2 separate regions of the Pan troglodytes genome follow, and region 1 is linked to region 2. The links are chromatin contacts, called in public HiChIP or PLAC-seq maps. All regions are on one chromosome and are shown on one strand. Each heading gives the region's core, a stretch centred on a gene start, on an enhancer-like site or on the middle of the called end of the contact. The rest is flanking DNA. Distances are from core to core; before and after follow the strand shown. Region 1 holds the start of APAF1 (apoptotic peptidase activating factor 1). Region 2 holds the start of LOC104001655 (putative uncharacterized protein encoded by LINC00596).

What was found. HiChIP or PLAC-seq counts read pairs in DNA pulled down with a chosen protein or histone mark.
Region 1: a contact with region 2 is called in an H3K4me3 HiChIP or PLAC-seq map of stem cell-derived excitatory neurons, with 4 times the contacts expected there. The contact joins the promoter of APAF1 here to the promoter of LOC104001655 in region 2. A contact is called at or near these places in 1 of 7 Hi-C or Micro-C datasets (stem cell-derived neural progenitor cells), 1 of 1 datasets of contacts at active chromatin or transcription factors (stem cell-derived excitatory neurons) and 1 of 1 other capture datasets (stem cell-derived neural stem cells).

What each region holds. Positions count from the first base shown.
Region 1 is chr10:105,468,075-105,472,763 of NHGRI_mPanTro3-v2.0_pri, forward strand. It overlaps APAF1 (apoptotic peptidase activating factor 1), which reads left to right and starts at 2,625. Exons shown (of 27, transcript XM_003313880.6): 1 at 2,625-3,289. IKBIP (IKBKB interacting protein) reads right to left here and starts at 2,305. Exons shown (of 2, transcript XM_024348248.3): 1 at 1,977-2,305. The coding sequence starts at 2,155.
Region 2 is chr10:105,332,180-105,336,517 of NHGRI_mPanTro3-v2.0_pri, forward strand. It overlaps LOC104001655 (putative uncharacterized protein encoded by LINC00596), which reads right to left and starts at 2,850. Exons shown (of 6, transcript XR_008538329.2): 1 at 2,729-2,850. It overlaps TRNAW-CCA (transfer RNA tryptophan (anticodon CCA)), which reads left to right and starts at 3,222; the gene lies at 3,222-3,293.

The DNA.
Region 1 (4,689 bases), core at 1,375-3,874, 140 kb after region 2:
AATAATGCTATCTGCTTTTTTTTTTTTTTTTTTTTTTTTTGAGAAGGAGTTTTGCTCCATCCTGCAGGCTGGAGTGCAGTGGCACCATTTCGGCTCACTGCAACCTCCGCCTCTTGGGTTCAAGTGATTTTCCTGCCTCAGCCTCCTGAGTAGCTGGGATTACAGGAGCATGCCACCATGCCTGGCTTTTTTGTATTTTTAGTAGACACGGGGTTTTGCTATGTTGGCCAGGCTGGTCTCAAACTCCTGACCTCAGGTGATCCACCCACCTTGGCCTCCCAAAGTGCTGGGAGTACAGGCATGAGCCACTGCCGGCAGGCTGACAATTCTATTGTTTTTGAAGAGGGCGTTTAATCACTTTATTGTGACAAAATTTTGTTTGTCTGTTTGTTTTTTGAGACGGAGTCTCGCTCTGTTGCCCAGGCTGGAGTGCAATGGCACGATCCCAGCTCACTGCAACCTCCACCTCCCCAGTTCGAGTGATTCTCCTGCCTCAGCCTCCTGAATAGCTGGGATTGCAGGTTTGTGCCACCAAGCCTGGCTAATTTCTGTATTTTTTGTAGAGACAGGGTTTCACCATGTTGGCCAGCTTGGTCTTGAACTCCTGACCTCATGATCTGCCCACCTCGGGCTCCCAAAGTGCTGGGATTACAGGTGTGAGCCACCGCGCCCAGCCGTAACAAATCTTTTAACTCTGAAAAATACACTATTTGGGATGAGTCACCAGTAAAGTATAATTCCATATGTAATAGCATAAAAAATGTCTAGATGTCCAGGGTCTCTTCTAAAATTCTATCACTCTGGAAGATTAACAACAGTCTTACTAAATAACTTTACACATGAATGAAAAATGGAGAAAAATTCTATTAAGATGCCAATCTTATTAAAATGAAATGGGCTATTCCCTCCTCCCCCCAGAAAAAAAAAAGACTGGGAAAATAAAACTCACAAGTTGGTTTTTTTCTTTTTTCTTTTTTTACGAGTTGGTTTTAAGGTTATTTCTAATATTCATTTTTCCTAATGACACCAATATATCGCCATTTACCTGATTTTAAAACTGCAACTGGTTAGTTTTAAGTGAACACAAGTGCTATGTTTTTGTAGCTTTACCATATTCAATCTGTAACTTACTTAATAAAAGACCTTAAATTCATAATGCATGCACGGTGATCAAAATATGAGCACTCCTCCAAGCTCTGCTACTATAACGTTTGCTCCTTTGGGATCATAATGGTATGGTTTTCTTTTTTTTTTTTTTTTTCTTTTCTTTTTTTTTTTTTTTTTTTTGAGACGGAGTCTCGCTCGGTCGCCCAGGCTGGAGTGCAGTGGTGTGATCTTGGCTCATAGCAACCTCCGCCTCCCGGGTTCAAGCGATTCTCCTGCCTCAGCCTCCGGAGGAACCGGGACTACAGGCGCCCGCCACCACGCCCGGCTGATTATTCGTATTTTTGGTAGAGATGGGGTTTCACCATGTTGGCCAGGCTAGTCTCGAACTCCTGACCTCAAGTGATCCACCTGCCTCGGTCTCCAAACATAATGATCTGTTTTAAGGTTGCACGTATTTCCATTAGCTATTTATGGGGTGAGTAGGGTGGGGCAGATGTGTCCCGGAATGGGGCACAGCGGACAGGAAGTAACGGTTTATAACAACGTGAACGCTTCTGACGTGTAGCGGGAGCTTCAGAAAGCGTGGCCGAATCTGCAGCTCTTAACAAATGGCTCGTTCCCAAACCTTAGCCTCAACTCCTTCTGAGCGATAGGGGCATGCTACCAGCACGGGGGAAAATGAGATACAAGAAACGCCCGAAAGGGAAAAACAAGGCTGGGCTGTTTCCTTCCTTTGGGGTCAAGACAGAGGCACAGAAGGCCCAGGTCTGGGAGGTTGGATCACCTCCGGCAGGATGTTGAGCCGGGTGGGAGCCCAAACAGCAGGGGGCCCACAGGAGGCCGGCCCAGGCAGCCTCGCGTCCACTTACCAGGCCAGGCCCAGGCACGTCCCCAGCGACAGCAGGCTCAGGCACGTTCGGGGGTCTGCCCAGCCCCCGCCTCCGCTGCCCCGGGCCACGGGGGTCTTCCCGCCCTCGCTCCGCTTCCCGGGCTCCGCAGCAGGGGCTCCCTTGGGCCCCGACTTCTTCCGGCTCTTCACCTCAGACATGTCTGGAGACCCTAGGACGACAAGCCCAGGGTAGCTTCTTCACCAGGGGGAGCAGGACGTGGCCGCCTTGGCGTTCGTGGGAACCCTGGGCGGTGACCGCGCCCCCTCACAGACTTGGCACCGCCCAGAGCCCAGCCCCTTCCCTCTCCCCGCCATCCTCGTTGCTTCACTGAGTCTTTCAGCTGCCAGCTCCATAGTTCTCCTAGGAGAGGTGGGCGGCGACCTCACCCCACAGCGCCTTCCACTGCGATATTGCTCCAAATCCGAGGAAATTCAAACTCCCGGGCGCGCGCAGGCCGACGGGACCCGAGGAGGAGGGGCAGGACGAAGGGGTCGCGCGCGCCACGTCGGGCGCGCCGCCGCTGCCCGAGTCCGGCATTGGTGGGAACGCGGCGCGTCCCTGAGGCTTAGCCACACCCCGTCCGCGGGGTAGGCGGGCACTTCTACGGGCGCGGGCACGAGCCGTGGCAGGAGTGCGCGGCGGCAGCGGTGGCCGCCCCTTGGAGCTTGGGGTGTGTTTATTTGCATAAGCGGGCGCGCGCCGTCCGGGCTGGGTGGATCCGGCGGGATTTGACTGTTCCGCTGTCCAGAGGCGGAGAAGAAGAGGTAGCGAGTGGACGTGACTGCTCTATCCCGGGCAAAAGGGATAGAACCAGAGGTGGGGAGTCTGGGCAGTCGGCGACCCGCGAAGACTTGAGGTGCCGCAGCGGCATCCGGAGTAGCGCCGGGCTCCCTCCGGGGTGCAGCCGCCGTCGGGGGAAGGGCGCCACAGGCCGGGAAGACCTCCTCCCTTTGTGTCCAGGAGTGGGGTCCACCGGAGGGCGGCCCGTGGGCCGGGCCTCACCGCGGCGTTCCGGGACTGTGGGGTCAGGCTGCGTTGGGTGGACGCCCACCTCGCCAACCTTCGGAGGTCCCTGGGGGTCTTCGTGCGCCCCGGGGCTGCAGAGATCCAGGGGAGGCGCCTGTGAGGCCCGGACCTGCCCCGGGGCGAAGGGTATGTGACGAGACAGAGCCCTGCACCCCTAATTCCCGGTGGAAAACTCCTGTTGCCGTTTCCCTCCACCGACCTGGAGTCTCCCAGTCTTGTCCCGGCAGTGCCGCCCTTCCCAGTAAGACCTAGGCGCAAAGGCTTGGGTAAGTTGACCTCCTCGCTTTTCTCCCCGAGCCAGGTTCTTTGGAGGCTCGGTAGCTGATTTCAGGGACTGAGAATTTGAGGACATGGAATATTTGATAACCATCCTGCTCCTGTACCAGGAAGAGAAATTCTGTAATGAGGAAGTAGTAAACTTGGGGTTTTCGTGGATAAACGTGCGCTGTTTTCTGTTTTACGTCCATGAAGAGTTTTGGCTTTCCATTTTGTTGTGGGTTACAAAATGTTTTGAGACTTAGTTCAGATAAGTTGTGCAGTTTTAAAACGTATTTAAGATTTGCATATTTTAGTTTAACAGGACTAGGTGAAATTGGAAATTAGTTTCAGAAAACCAGAGTGTCTTGTTTGCTTAGCTATTGGACATCACCTAAAAAATTCATTCATTCTTGTTTTTTCACATCGAATTTCATTACTATAAATTGAGGAACATTTTATGTTTAAGAGGACAAAAACGTTATTAACATTTTAAAAAATGAGAGTTTTGATTCCAATCAATAACTTTTTATCAGTTTTGTGCCCCTGCTGGGCATTTTGTAAGCCTTGACAAGCATAGGCAAATGCCCTACGTCCGTCCCTATTTTTCCAAGTGCTACATTTGGTGACTTCAAAAACAGTCATTGAAGCTTGATAATTATTGCCCCCTTCTGTGAGCTCCAAGTTACTTGTGCTCTGTTTTTGCACTTCGGGCATTCACATTCCCACTCTCTCTCTCTTTTTCTTCTTTGTCTAGACTGTGAATTATTTCAGGCAAATGACCCAATCTTTTCTGTAGTCTTGGTGTCTGACATATAGGGAGGCGCACAAATGTGTATTGAATGAATGAATTGATAAACCCGTTTAGACTCTTTCACTCTATACATTGTGTAAAGTTCTGTTAATGTTTTGAAAACTTGGCAGAGATTGTGAACTGGGTTTTATGCCCATGGAAAAATTTGCATTATATTTGAAATAAACTTGCTAGAAACGTCAAGTATTTTACTATAAAGGCTGTTATTCTTTCCTCATGTCCTCCTGGTCTGAGAAATCACATCAGAAAGTGTTTCCTGTTGCTTTGTGGGAAATGTGTTTAGCAAGGAGGACCTAGAGCTGACATCCTCCTTGAATGAGAACTAATACTCAATAGTAACAATGCTCTATTCACTCTTATGTTTGATAAGGAAAACAAGAAGTCTCTTAATATTGACTTCAATGTAATCACTATTTTATACAATCTTAATTAAAAAAGGAAGTATTTTATTGTAAGAAATGATAATGTGTGTTAAAAAAAATTGACAGTAGAGGCCGGGCATGGTGGGGCTCACAAGTGTAATCCCAGCACTTTCGGAGGCTGTGGCGGGTGGATCACCTGAGGTCAGGAATTCAAGACCAGCCTGGTCAACATGGT
Region 2 (4,338 bases), core at 1,600-4,099:
ATCATAGCTATCACAGTGCCCTTTGGCCCTGGCAAAAGTTTTTGGAGGATCAAAGTGGAAGGAGGCTCCCACACTGAGAGTTTGTATTGAGGCTTTCGGTGTAGTTAAGAGTGAAACAGGGGCCGGGCGCGGTGGCTCACGCCTGTAATCCCAGCACTTTGGGAGGCCGAGGCGGGTGAATCACCTGAGGTCAGGAGTTCTAGACCAGCCTGACCAACATGGTGAAACTCTGTCTCTACTAGAAATACAAAATTAGCTGGCTGTGGTGGCGCATGCCTGTAATCCAGCTACTTGGGAGACTGAGGCAGGAGAATCGCTTGAACTCGGGAGGCAGACGTTGCAATGAGCCAAGATTGTGCCATTGCACTCCAACCTGGGCAACAAGAGCAAAACTGCGTCTCAAAAAAAGAAAAGAGAGAGAGAGTGAAAAAGGGCTGAGCGCGGCCGCTTGAGGCCGAGGCGGGTGGATCACTTGAGGTCAGGAGTTTGAGACCAGCCTGACTAACATGGTGAAACCCCCGTCTCTACTAAAAATACAAAAGGTAGTGGTGGCGTGCGCCTGTAGTTCCAGCTACTCGGGAGGCTAAGGCAGAGGAATCGCCCGAACCCAGAAGGCGGAAGTTGCAGTGAGCCGAGAGCGCGCCATTGCACTCCTGCCTGGGCGACAGAGCAAGACTCCGTCTCAAATAATAATAATAATAATAATGAGAGCAAAAAAGAAAGAAAAGCCAAAACAAGCCTCAGAAACTGCCATTTGTTTAATATCTGCATTAAAAAAATTATCCCTTCCATCACATGAAAAATACCTTATAATTTATGATGGATAATACATTAATTCGTAGCACACTAGAAACAAGGGATTCCTTAAGACACATATGTGGGGTTTTTGTTGTTGTTGTTGTTGTTATTTTTATTATCTTTAAGGATAATTTGTTGGGTAGGGGTCAGTGAGTTGGGAGTCCTGATTGGTTGGGTCGGAGACGAGACACGTAAGTTTAAGTTCTATAATGAAACGCTTTCAATCAGGTCAGTTTATCTGTGCCTATAAACACACTCCTTTAGAGAAAATCAAAAGTTTATAGCCAGGCGCGGTGGCTCACGCCTGTAATCCCAGCACTTTGGGAGGCCGAGGTGGGTGGATCACCTTAGGTCAGGAGTTCGAGACCAGCCTGACCAACGTGGTGAATTACCATCTCTACTAGAAATACAAATTGGCCAGGCGTGTTGGCGGGCACCTGTAATCCCAGCTACTCGGAAGGCTGAGACAGGAGAATCGCTTGAACCCGGGGGACGGAGGTGGCAGTGAGCCAAGATCGCACCACTGCACTCCAGCCTGGGCAACAAGAGTGAAACTCCGTCTCAAAAAAAAAAGTTTACATATAAGGCTCTCTTAGTATCCCTGGGAAGAGGGTTCATCCTGTCTATGAACGGGTTTAGGATGACACAAATTATCAAATTATCCGATTAGTGCACTTTCCTAACCCATATGTTTAATCAGTGGCACATCCTGGTTTTGAATTATTTAAACGCATTATTATTTAGCCATTTACATACTTACGTTTGTCACTTCCAGTTAAACTGTAGCCGCCTACAGAGAGCGAAACAGAAGTCGGCTGATAAAATTTTGATAAAATTTCATTTGCCCGCAGCTGGTCATTTCATTGGGCGCTTTTGTGTTACAAAAGTGTGTGAATTGGCCGGGCGCGGTGGCTCACGCCTGTAAATCCCAGCACTTTGGGAGGCCGAGGCAGGTGGATCACTAAAGGTCACGAGTTCGAGACCAGTCTGGCCAACATGGTGAACCCCCCCCCCAAACACACCCCGCGTCTCTAGTAAAATACAAAAATTAGCCAGGCATGGTGGTGCGCGCCTGTAATCCCAGCTACTCGAGAGGCTGAGGCGGGAGAATCACTTGAGCCTTGGAGGTGGAGGTTGTAGTGAGCCCAGATCGCAACACTGCACTCCAGCCTAGGGGACAGAGCGAGACTTCCTCTCAAAAAAAAAGACTTATGACTTGTTTGAAGAGGCACGAGACCGTGGCAACCCTAACTGTCCCAGACATCTGGCAGCCATATGCTATCCTTGAACTTGAACTTCAGAGTGAAAGTATAAATTTGTAAGGGAAAGGCTCAGCCGCAAGTCACATACCAGTGGTCAGTTAAAAAAAAAAACAAACTCAGGCCCGCAACCTAAATCATTTAGAAAGCGTCAAGAGCCTCGGAAAAACTATTTTCACACACTTCTCTAGCACTAACATGGGAAGCGCGTTTGCTTCACATATTCCACACCTTTTATTCTTCCCACCAACATCAAGAATACAAAGCGCCCAGAGAGGACAATAAGCCTAAGCAGCGGCTCCAAGAGACCGGACTTTCGTACTTCCCGGGGGCAGGCGGAAGGTGACGGAGCGCTGGAAGGATCTTACTGCTCCTTGAAGGGCTGTCTGAGAAAAAACATACCCTTTCTAACAGCTCCTCGTTAGTATAGTGGTTAGTATCCCCGCCTGTCACGCGGGAGACCGGGGTTCAATTCCCCGACGGGGAGATAAATGTCTGTATTTTTTGGCGACAGTTATTATTTTCTGTATCATTCAATGACAGGACACTGCTGTTAAACATAATATGCTAAACCAGCTCCCTTAAGTGCACAACCCTGTCTTCAAAATGGTGACTTTTAACCTTAATGCCCACCATGGAGTGAAAGCCTCCCCTGAGAGAAAATGCCTTACATTGTTTGCAGGAAGGGAGGAAAGGGAAAAAGAAAACGCTCTGAAGGCCTCTGCCCTTGCCTCCAGCCGCCATCTTGCGAAGGCCTGCGCCGGCTGAGTGGCGCCCCGCCAGATTACAACTCGAGGTCGCGAACTCAGCGCGCGGAACCTGTTGGGGGAGGGGAGAGAGGGCGGAGTCTCGCGCCTAACGGGGCGGGGGCAGGGCGGGTAAGAACGGAAATCATTTGGTAAAGAAAAGGAAGGGCCAAATTTCCTTTGATCCTGGAGACCCGACTAAACGGGAAGCCCCGTTCTCCCGCTTCCGCTGGTTACGTCCCAGCCTTGGTTAGAGGACTAGCAGTCAGGAAAGTTTGGACGCTGAAGGAATCGGTCTCCTGGTCCGACAGATACTGGGTGGAGGGGCAGAGAGTAAATGGAAGAGAAAGACGGGTACCCCTGGAAGAAACGCCATTTACTGGTGTCCTAAGAAACTGCGTGAGCCACAGCCCAGCAGGACCTCGTGGCGCAACGGTAGCGCGTCTGACTCCAGATCAGAAGGCTGCGTGTTCGAATCACGTCGGGGTCAAGCTTTTTTTTTTTTTCCTCCTGTATTTTAAACTACCGACTCCTAGAAGCCGAGGTGTATTCCTGCCGCCAATTTTCTTGAATGTTAGAGTTAAGTTTTCCTCTTTCAGGTATTATGATACTAATCCTTGGTTTGCAGGAAGATATGATTTACTCTATATCGAAGAGCCTCAAGGCTGATGTTTTTATCATTTGGCCTTTTAAAGTGAGTTTTTTTGTCACTTAACATGCATAATGTGTAAAGAGGTGGACTATTACTGCTGTGCATTAGTGGGTGTATCAGTCCACTAGTCTATCACAGGAAGTGTACAATATACTGTACAAGCTGTTTTTTCCAAACAGTTTTAGGCTGTTTGCCTTTTGAAAGAGAGTACAATAGTGTACAATTTCTAATTTTGAATATTATGCTAATCAAGTGTCTTAGCCCTTACCATGTGCCAACACTGTGAACAACCTCACAATGTGTGACTATTATCCCACTTTTACAAATGTGGCTGTGGCTCACAGGGTTAGTGACCTGCCAAGGGTCACCCAAGGTTCTGAACCAGGTGAGGGACTCTGGATCCCTCTTTATAAATACTTTATAATAAAGGTGGAAACAAACAGTTGAAAGAATGTGTGACCGCTGGGCTTGGTGGCTTACACCTGTAATCCCAGCACTTTGGAAGGCCAAAGTGGGTGGATCACGAGGTCAGGAGTTCAAGACCAGCCTGGCCAACATGGTGAAACCCCATTTCTACTGAAAATACAAAAATTAGCTGGGCGTGGTGGGGTGCACCTGTAATCCCAGCTACTCCGGAGGCTGAGGCAGAAGAATTGATTGAACCCGGCAGGCGGAGGTTGCAGTGAGCCTGAGTGACCAAGCAAGACTCCTTCTGGAGGTGGGTGGCGGGGAGGAATGTGGGAAAAGCTGTTGGACTGGGCGCCTTTTATGTTTTCACCGATTATGCGAGTGATGACTAGTCACCACTTTTGACTATTAATCTCTTTAATAGCAGGAAGCAAAGCTTCTTGTTCACATTTGCAAGCTCCAGGACTCTTAGTAC